Regions from separate parts of the Sus scrofa genome. Here all the other regions are linked to region 3. The links are chromatin contacts, called in public Hi-C and promoter capture Hi-C maps. All regions are on one chromosome and are shown on one strand. Each heading gives the region's core, a stretch centred on a gene start, on an enhancer-like site or on the middle of the called end of the contact. The rest is flanking DNA. Distances are from core to core; before and after follow the strand shown.

What was found. Promoter capture Hi-C pulls out the DNA fragments that hold promoters and counts their contacts. A called contact is a pair of places that touch in the nucleus more often than the background predicts.
Region 1: a promoter capture Hi-C map of liver shows a contact between it and region 3, with 6 times the contacts expected there. The contact joins the promoter of TEX10 here to the promoter of SEC61B in region 3. A contact is called at or near these places in 2 of 5 promoter capture datasets (fetal skeletal muscle and liver) and 1 of 47 Hi-C or Micro-C datasets (heart right ventricle).
Region 2: a Hi-C map of heart right ventricle shows a contact between it and region 3, with 2.6 times the contacts expected there. The contact joins the promoter of MSANTD3 here to the promoter of SEC61B in region 3. A contact is called at or near these places in 1 of 5 promoter capture datasets (liver) and 1 of 47 Hi-C or Micro-C datasets (heart right ventricle).

The regions. Positions count from the first base shown.
Region 1 is chr1:242,119,021-242,121,861 of Sscrofa11.1, forward strand. It overlaps TEX10 (testis-expressed protein 10), which reads right to left and starts at 1,527. Exons shown (of 15, transcript XM_001925941.6): 1 at 1,330-1,527.
Region 2 is chr1:242,167,506-242,170,295 of Sscrofa11.1, forward strand. It overlaps MSANTD3 (myb/SANT-like DNA-binding domain-containing protein 3), which reads left to right and starts at 1,417. Exons shown (of 3, transcript XM_005660297.3): 1 at 1,417-1,691.
Region 3 is chr1:240,983,669-240,986,457 of Sscrofa11.1, forward strand. SEC61B (Sec61 translocon beta subunit) reads left to right here and starts at 1,505. Exons shown (of 4, transcript NM_001243825.1): 1 at 1,505-1,596; 2 at 1,788-1,885. The coding sequence starts at 1,594. ALG2 (ALG2, alpha-1,3/1,6-mannosyltransferase) reads right to left here and starts at 1,148. Exons shown (of 2, transcript NM_001101029.1): 1 at 785-1,148. The coding sequence starts at 1,132.

The DNA of each region.
Region 1 (2,841 bases), core at 277-2,776, 1.1 Mb after region 3:
TTAATTAAGCAAGCACATTTTGTTAGCTTTCCCTGCAATTTTATCATTAGCTGGTACCAGAGATGAAAAGAAATGGTACAAGACATTCAGAAAAATGGACTCAATGAATCTTCCAACCTCCCAATCTTCTCTGCTATCTTTCGCCACTAACTATCTGATTGGTGTCCAACAAAGTTTACTGTCAGTTTATGCCATATTATCCATTACTTTGTATTAATCACTCTTCTGTTCTCACTCTGTCAGGAAAATTAGAGGGCTGATCGCCCTTCCTTTACTTTAAAGTTGGTGAGATTATTTTTATGGTACACACAGGACATTTTTATACCAGAAACTCTTAAAGTTCTACCAGCAACTTCTGTTATTTTCATCTAAAATAAAGATTTTCTAAAAATAAATAAATAAATAAATAAAATAAAGATTTTCTTAGTATAGCAAACCAAATGGTCCGACTAAGCCACTTTTACAGTAGCCTGCACTGAACAGAAGACAAGAACTCCAGACTCAGGGGCTGAACTCTCACATCACTGGACCAGGTGAGCCTCAAAAGTTTTAAAACTGAATTTCATATACTCCAACTGCAGATCTTCTAATTTCAACAAAAGGGAGATTCTAGTGTATGAGGATTTCAACCGAACCGAATTCCAGCTAGCCTATCTGCCACCTCATTACCCTCCCCTAATATCCAACTTCTTTCCCCCCTCTAAAAAAGAAAGGACACTGTACTTGGCCTTTGGTAATTTCCTCTCCAGCACTTTACGCTGAGTTCCTCCAAATTCTCTACCTAGGGGGCCAATTGGAGGCACCATACTTCCCCAAAAAACAAATACCCATGAGTGGAGCGACTCGAGAAGGCCCACGGTCCGAATCTGCTCCGTACAGAGCGCTTAACCCTGTCCACACGTTAGAAGAGGACCGATTAGGAGACGACTGCTCATCCCCACCCCAAGACTTTGGTCCCGCATCCCAGAAGTGAAGACCCTGAGATTTTAGGGAACTACCGTTCCTTCCCCCGTGAACGGCAGTCATAACCACAGTTGGGGAAGTGGGGCCCAATCAACGTACACCGGCCTAAAAGTCTCGGAGACCCGAAACCGCGCGAACCCGCCCAGTCACTTGAGGCGCTCCAAAAGCCCGCGGGGCGCCCCGCCCCCGCAAAGCCCCGCTCCGCACCCAGGCCCGGCTCTGCAGGGGTGCCCCGGCCCGGCCCCTTGGGGCGCAGATTAGCCCCAGCCAGCCCTGCCCGCCTGGGCCGCAGACCGGGGGGGCGACAGCCCCGCGCGCCGTCCGGCTCCCCAGGAGGGCCCGGCCCGACGGCTGGCGGCGGCTCACCTGAGAGCCCGGCCGGGACCGGGGCGCGGAGGCAGAGGGAAAGAACGTTCGAGGAGAAGCCGACGGGGCGACAGCGTGCGCCACCGGCCACAGCCTCTTGCTCCCGGAGCGTGTTTTCAAATCGCCTCGTCCTCACGCGGCCGCGTCTCCTTCCGCCGCCCGGAAATCAGGGCCCCTCCCCCGCCGCGCCGCGCTCACGTGATCGCGGCCCGCAGCCGCGCGCAGCCGGAGAGGCGGGCGCGGGAGCGGCAGGCCCCGCCCCCGGGAGGAGGGGGAAAGCGCCGGAAGCCCCCCACTCTCCGGGAAGCCGAGGGAGGAGGGCTCAGGATCCAAGGACAAAGCTTGGTTCTAAGTCTAGCTCTGAACTTCCTGGGCCTGCCTTTCGGGGGGCGTTGCCCCAGCTACAGCTAGTAGGGAGCATGCCTTTCTCCCCATGCTAGACCACTGTCCTTCAGACCTGGAGCCACATTCAAAGAGTCTAAGTTGAACTGAATCGAGAAAGTGAAAAGTTTAAGGTTGAAAGGACCATGGAATTCCTGGGAACTTTAACCTGGATGGAGCAATTAAGAATTAGTTGACTGAGAGGAAAATACACCTAGTAGCTGGAGCCTGAAAGTCTTAGTTGAAGATTTTACCTAATATTTCAGTTTCTCAGCACTAAGATTCCTGATACTGAAATTAAGTGGACCCAGGGAAGTTAAGGGAGAAATTTAAATGCCTGGGAAGGGGATGAGAAAGCAAAGGGAATAGGCTTTTGAAAGACAGCCCTGCCAAAGACTGTCTGGTGGCATGGAGGAAGAAGCCCCTGGTGTAGATTTTAGAATTTGATTTAAATTTTTCTCTACAGTTTACCAAAGTATAAAACTTAGTAAAGTTGACAGGAAATGAGCCTCAGTTTGCCGGGTAGAGATTCAGAGTAATGATTTCTGAGGTGGGGGGAGACCCAAGCACTGGGACTAAGACCACTCTTATTCCTAGTCTATGATCAGAGACAAAAAGTCAGACCCAAATAACCACCTCTCCCTTCCCTGGCAGTTCAGCTATACAACCATAATTGGCCTTGAATCCAGCATAAACATTTGGGAATTATCAGTGTTACATGGCATTGAAAGTTATGAGTCAGAAGAGGAGTTCAGATACCCCTGAAGTGCAGACTCAGGTCTGACACTCAATATTTTCTTTGGACACACATCTGCTCTACATCTCAAGGTCAACATGTCCAAAATGAAACTCCTGATTTTCCCCTGAAAACTACTCTTCCTACAGCTTCTTCACCTCAAATTCCAACTCCATCCCTTCCAGTTACTGAAGCCAAAACCTTTGGAGTTTTGGCCTGGCTTCTTTCCTTCTTTCCTACCTCACATCTAAGCCATCAGGAGATTTGATGTACCTTCAAATATATCCTGACTTCCACCACTTAATACAACTCTCTTGGTACCATCATGGTCCAAGCCAACTCATGATCACTAAAAAGCCTCTAAATATGTCTGCCTGCTTCCACTTTTTTAAAAT
Region 2 (2,790 bases), core at 167-2,666, 1.2 Mb after region 3:
ATTTTCACACCTCAATAGTTTTCTTTTGACTGTATCCCCATTAAAAAGGAAATTGTCATGGATGTCTAACATGGCTCTACAGTGGAAAATTCTAAGTGGAAATGGTGTACTGCCTTGGGTTCCAGTGAAGTGAGTGTCACGGAATTTATTTGCCAATAGCAGCTCCCTCCAGATGGTCTTGGTTTCCAAGTTCTCTGGACAGTTTCAAGCTACTTGGACACCAGACAAACTGTTGTTAAAAAAAAGGAGCAGTATAACTCTAAGTTAGAGAAAGGGTCCTTATTTTTAATTGGTGCTTCTCTCCCTAGAAGTGTTTAGGTGTTTCTTTGCAGTCAAAAGACCTGGCTCAGCCTCTTAGCCTCTGGGTCATGTGCAGCTAGGTTGTGGGAGCTGGGAGGGTGGCAATAGCCTCATGTATATTCAAGGAATAAGAAAGAAAGAAAGAGAAGAGAAAAGAAAAGAAAGGAAAAGAAAAGAAAAATAGCCAGTGTTGGTGAGGTTGTGGAGAATTTGGAATCCTCATGTATTGCTGACTGGAAGGTAAAATCATTCATTTAGCCAGTATGGAAAAACTTTTTGGCCGTTCCTCAAAAAACTAAACGTAGAATTACCCTATCCAGCAAGCCTAATCCTAGGTGTATACCCCAAATAATTGAAAACATATATACAGACAAATACATTTACAGGCATGTTCAGAGCAGCACCATCCACAATAGTCAAAGGGTAGAAATGACACAAATATCCATTAATGGATACACGTATAAACACATTGTGGTATACAAACAATGGAATATTATTTAGCCATAAAAAGGAATGAAGTACTGATACATGCTACAATCTGGAGGAACCCTGAAACATATGTGCAATGAAAGAGACCAGACAAAAAAGACTACATACCAGTCCATTGATGTGAAATGTCTAGAAGAGGCAAATCTGGAGAGACAGAAAATAATTAGTGGTTTACTTAGGGTTGAGGAGAAGAGGGAATAGGAAGTGAGTGCTATGTGTGGAGTTTCCTTTTGGGGTAATAATATTTCAGAACTAGACAGAGAAGATGAGGTTGTTCAACATTGTGAATGTAATGAATACCACTGGATTGTTGATTTTAAAAAGGTTATTTTTATGTCAGATGAATGTCATGTTAATTAGAACAAGGGAAAGCTCAACAGCCCTCTCGGCCCTTCTGAGCTTGGAATCTTACCAAGGATTCTGGGAAAAGAAACACCTAGCCCCTATCCTTGTCAGGGTACGGTGAAAGGTGGTTTGTCCTACAGTTGGATATGTTGTAAATTCATTCGTCAGCACATAAATTCCAATTTACTCAGCATACAGTGACTGAACCAGGTCCTGGGCTGCAGGAGTTATAGTCTCTACCCTTTGAGCGCAAAGCCTAGGGGGAGACACATCTCGCAAATTAAAAAAACAAAACAAAACAAAACTCTGAGATGAACCCAGCAGAGTGTTGGCTACTCAAGTAGTCAGGTACCCAGAAAGAAAAGGAGCCTTTATCCGACGGAGAGCTTGGATTGAGCTAATTTGTGCCCATGGCCGCCAAATCCCTTGCGACAAATGCATTCTTTTGTTGTTCTTCGTGGAAATGAAACAGTTTTTAAGGCCCTTCAGGAGCTCGTCCGCCAAGGTGGGAAGAGGGAATTCAATTAGCACAAGAATGTCAGCCTAGAGGGATAGTGGTGAGTAGGCTGGGGTCCCTTTTGCGCCCCGCCCAGAGCCTCAGGGGAGCCGGCGGCCCAGGCTTGGGGAGGTGGGGACTGCGCGGGGCCGCGCTCCCGCCCTCCTCGGCGCCGGCGGACCCGCAGGCGGCCGGCAGCCCGCAAGGGGGCGGCGGCTCCCGGGCTTTGTGGCTGCTGCGCGCGTGGCGGGGCCTGGCCGGCCGGGGGCGCGCCGCCGCTGCCCGGCGCTCCGGAGCCCGCGGCCCTCCCGGCGGCCCAGCCTGCCAGAGGAGCCGAGGCCGCCCGCGCTTGCATCTCGCCGGCCCCTCCCCCGATCGCCGCGGCCGCCGCGCCGCCGCTGCAGGTAGGAGGCTCCCCGGCCGGGCTGGCTGCCTCGGGGCGGGGGCGCGGGCCTGGGGTCGGCGGAGGCGCGGGCCAGGCGTGCCGGGGCCGCGGGGCAGCCTGGGCGGGCTTCCGGCCCAGGCGCCGCGACCCCTGCCCCGCAGGCCGGGCGGCAGACTCCGCGCGTCCTGATGGGACTCGGTGAGTGGAGCCGGCCTGCAGCGTACAAAGCCCCAGGGCGCAGATCTCCGGGAGATGAGGCGGCGCACTGGGGTCGGAGGACTCTAGACCTCCCGGGACTGAGGAGCCGTTTGGGAGGAATCCAGATGACCCACAGTCCCCAGGTCTATCCATCCCGGGGTCCCCACTGTATGCTGGGCACTGTGCTCGGCGCTTTTCCATACTTGTCTCCTTTAAGACCTCTTGTGCCCCTTTCAGGGGTGTAATGGGGAGGGATCCCTTACTCGGAGGCCGAAAGCCGAGCATCCCATCGGTGACTGCCTGACCTTGGGAAAGCGCCTTTACTTCCAGCCCTGGGTGCTGCTTCTGTAAATGGGGGTGAGATTGGGGGCCGGTGGCGGTGGAGTGCTCGAGGTAATGCCTGCACTCCCAGGCGCTATTGTGAGAGGCGTACCTATCTATGATCATTTAATGTACATAAATGATCATAGCTAAATTTTGAGTACTTTCTATGTACCAGGCCTTAAGTACCAAACAGTTGGCATGAGTTACCTAATTAAATCATCGCACTAGCGCTGTGGATGTAGCTACTGTAAAT
Region 3 (2,789 bases), core at 255-2,754:
GCCACAGCTGCAACCTATGCTAGATCTTTTAACCCACTACTCAGGGAGGGGATAGAACCTGCACCTCTGCAGCAACCCCAGCCACTGCAGTTGGTCGGATTCATGGGCCCCCGGGCCACGACAACTCCATCAGTAAATGTGACTTTTTAAGATGAAAATTTTTTTTTGGAAAAAAAAAATACATAAAAAGAGTCTAGAATAGCTAGAGCCCAGATCCAGGTGGACATTATTTACCAAGGTAAAGAACCCAGACTTTTCTCCAAAGACTAGTGGGAAACCATGTTAAAGTTTTGAAAGGGACAGCACCTGTTTAGCTTGGGGTTTTTAACACATGACACTGCTAAGGAGTGGGGTGGTCCGGCTGCACGTGCTATAGTGGGCCATATGTGGCCTGGAAGTAGTGTCAACAGGAATAATGCAAAGAAGGAAGAAATACGAGTTACTCAGAAGTAAAAGGTGACTGAAGGCTGACTTCTAATACTCCTGTTTTCTTAGAGCGAGCACCAAGGCCCGTCGTTTCAGATTCATCGACGATCTAGTGAAAATGCAGATTTCGGGCACCACCTCAGGGGTCTAGGATGAAAACACCCGAGGGTGGGGCCAAGTAATCCGCAACTTTAACGTGTTCACACTAAAGTTCGAGCACCAGCGTCACTCCCAACTCTGATCGCTCCACATCAGTTTCGATGTTTCCGAACAACACAGAGAAATTCAGAGGTCATGCAGCGCGCCCTCCATACAGAGTTAAAAGAGGCTCGGCGATGGCTTGGTGTGGCCACCTCACCTGGTCGCATACGACCACGTCGAACTCCTCGTCGCTGAGGAAAAGCACGTAGAGCGCCAGGTAAATCATGCGCAGGTAGGCGCACACCGCGCCGCCGCGGCCGCCCCAGCCCAAGCTGCGCGGCAGCCAGTCCCCGGCGCAGCGCACCGGCAGCTCGCGGCTTTCGGCGAAGCAGTGGCCCGGGTCGTAGTGCGCGGTCCAGATCTTCACGCTGCATCCGCGGGCCTGCAGCGCCAGCGCCGCGTCTAGCACCAGCCGCTCGGCGCCGCCCACGCCAAGGTCCGGGTGTAGGAACAACACCGACGGCTTAGGACCCGGGTCCTCATCTTGGCCCTGATTCTCCTCCATCGTCCAGAAGCCGCCTCGGCGCGGACGCTTAAGGGCTTCCGCGCATGCTCTTTTCCCCGTCCTCCCAGCGGGCCCTTCTGGGGATCGACCACGCCCCGCGGTGTGCGCGTTGGTTAGGCCACATCAGCGCGAATCTGTGGGCAACTAGTAACTGCCGGAGGAAATTTCTCGTCTGACCATGGCTGGGATCTCCCACTGGCAGAGACTGGACTCTAGGAAGGACTCTGTGATCCAAGTGAAAAGATAGGAAGTCTGTAATTCCTATACAGCACTAAGTCGCCTGTACTAAAATTCCTCCAGGCACATAGTCGGACAGCCCAGGCGTCCCTGGAGTCAGCGAGGACCCTGCCAGCAGGTCCGGGGGCGGGACCAGAATCAGTCTCTCCGGCCGCTGGTCTGTTGAGGGCTCTACCGTTTCCCCGCCATCAACTTCAGTTGCCTGCTTCTCTCCAGTTTCCAGCATGGTATGTGGCCCCAGCCTTGCCTTCTTGTCCCGGCTTCTCCCATGCGCCCTGATTTTTGCCGTATGCTTTGTCCTTCTTCCGCGGCTCCTTTGCTTCCCCCAGGCCCCGGTGCAGGTCTTCGCCGTCAGGGCCCGGGGTCTGGGGGCCGGCCGGCGGCGCTAACCCGTTTCTCACCTTGTCTCCCTCCACAGCCCGGTCCGACGCCCAGTGGCACCAACGTGGGCTCCTCAGGACGCTCTCCCAGCAAAGCAGTGGCCGCCCGGGCGGCAGGATCCACGGTCCGGCAGAGGTAAGGACCCCTGCGATCTTCTCTAGGTGGGCTCGGAGGGATCCGGCCCAGGAATTCTCTGGTTCTGACAAGGAGACTTCTGATGTTACGGTTCACAGGGGCGAAAGGATGCAGGTGGTGCGGCCGTAGCGATAGTTAAAAGACTTTTGGTGTTTTGTGTCTCGAGAGGGAGACATTTTCTTCCCAATGTTCAGTTTTGAGCATCACTTTTGAAATAAGAAAGTTAAACTGGGGTGAGGCCGGAAGCAACATTAAGAAAACTGATGTCATTAATCTCCTGTCTCTAGACCTGAGCTTTACACTCAACATTAGTGTTTGGAAATCCTGTACAGACTCAAACTAACACGACTTGTCTAATACACAATTCTTGTCTCTCCGTTCACCTCAACGTCTGCTCCCAAGTATATCTCTTTACTTCCATATGGCAACTGCTACATACTTGTTCACCCAAGCCAGAACATCGGTGTCATCTTAGATTATTATTTAATGCTGTGGCTCTATCCTGTACCTTTACATTGTACAGGGAAACTTTCTCAACAGTTCTTTCCTTATCCATTTCTTCTGACTCAGTCTCTCACCTAGGAAATATTCTACCTAATTTTTGTCTTCTCTAGGTTATTTCCATTTTAATACTCTGCTCTGATTCTGTCATTGTAGTGGTTAGTGTCCATGTTGGTTTCTTGTTGCTGAACTTAAAAAACGCAGGCTGGGAGTTCCAGTCGTGGCTCAGAGGAAACGAATCCGACTAGTATCCATGAGGATGCAGGTTCGATCTCTGGCCTTGCTTAGTGGGTTAAGGATCCATCATTGCCGTGAGCTGTGGTGTAGGTCGAACACGCAGCTGGGATCCTGCATTGCTGTGGCTGTGGTGTGGGATAGCAGCTGCAGCTCTGATTCAACCCCT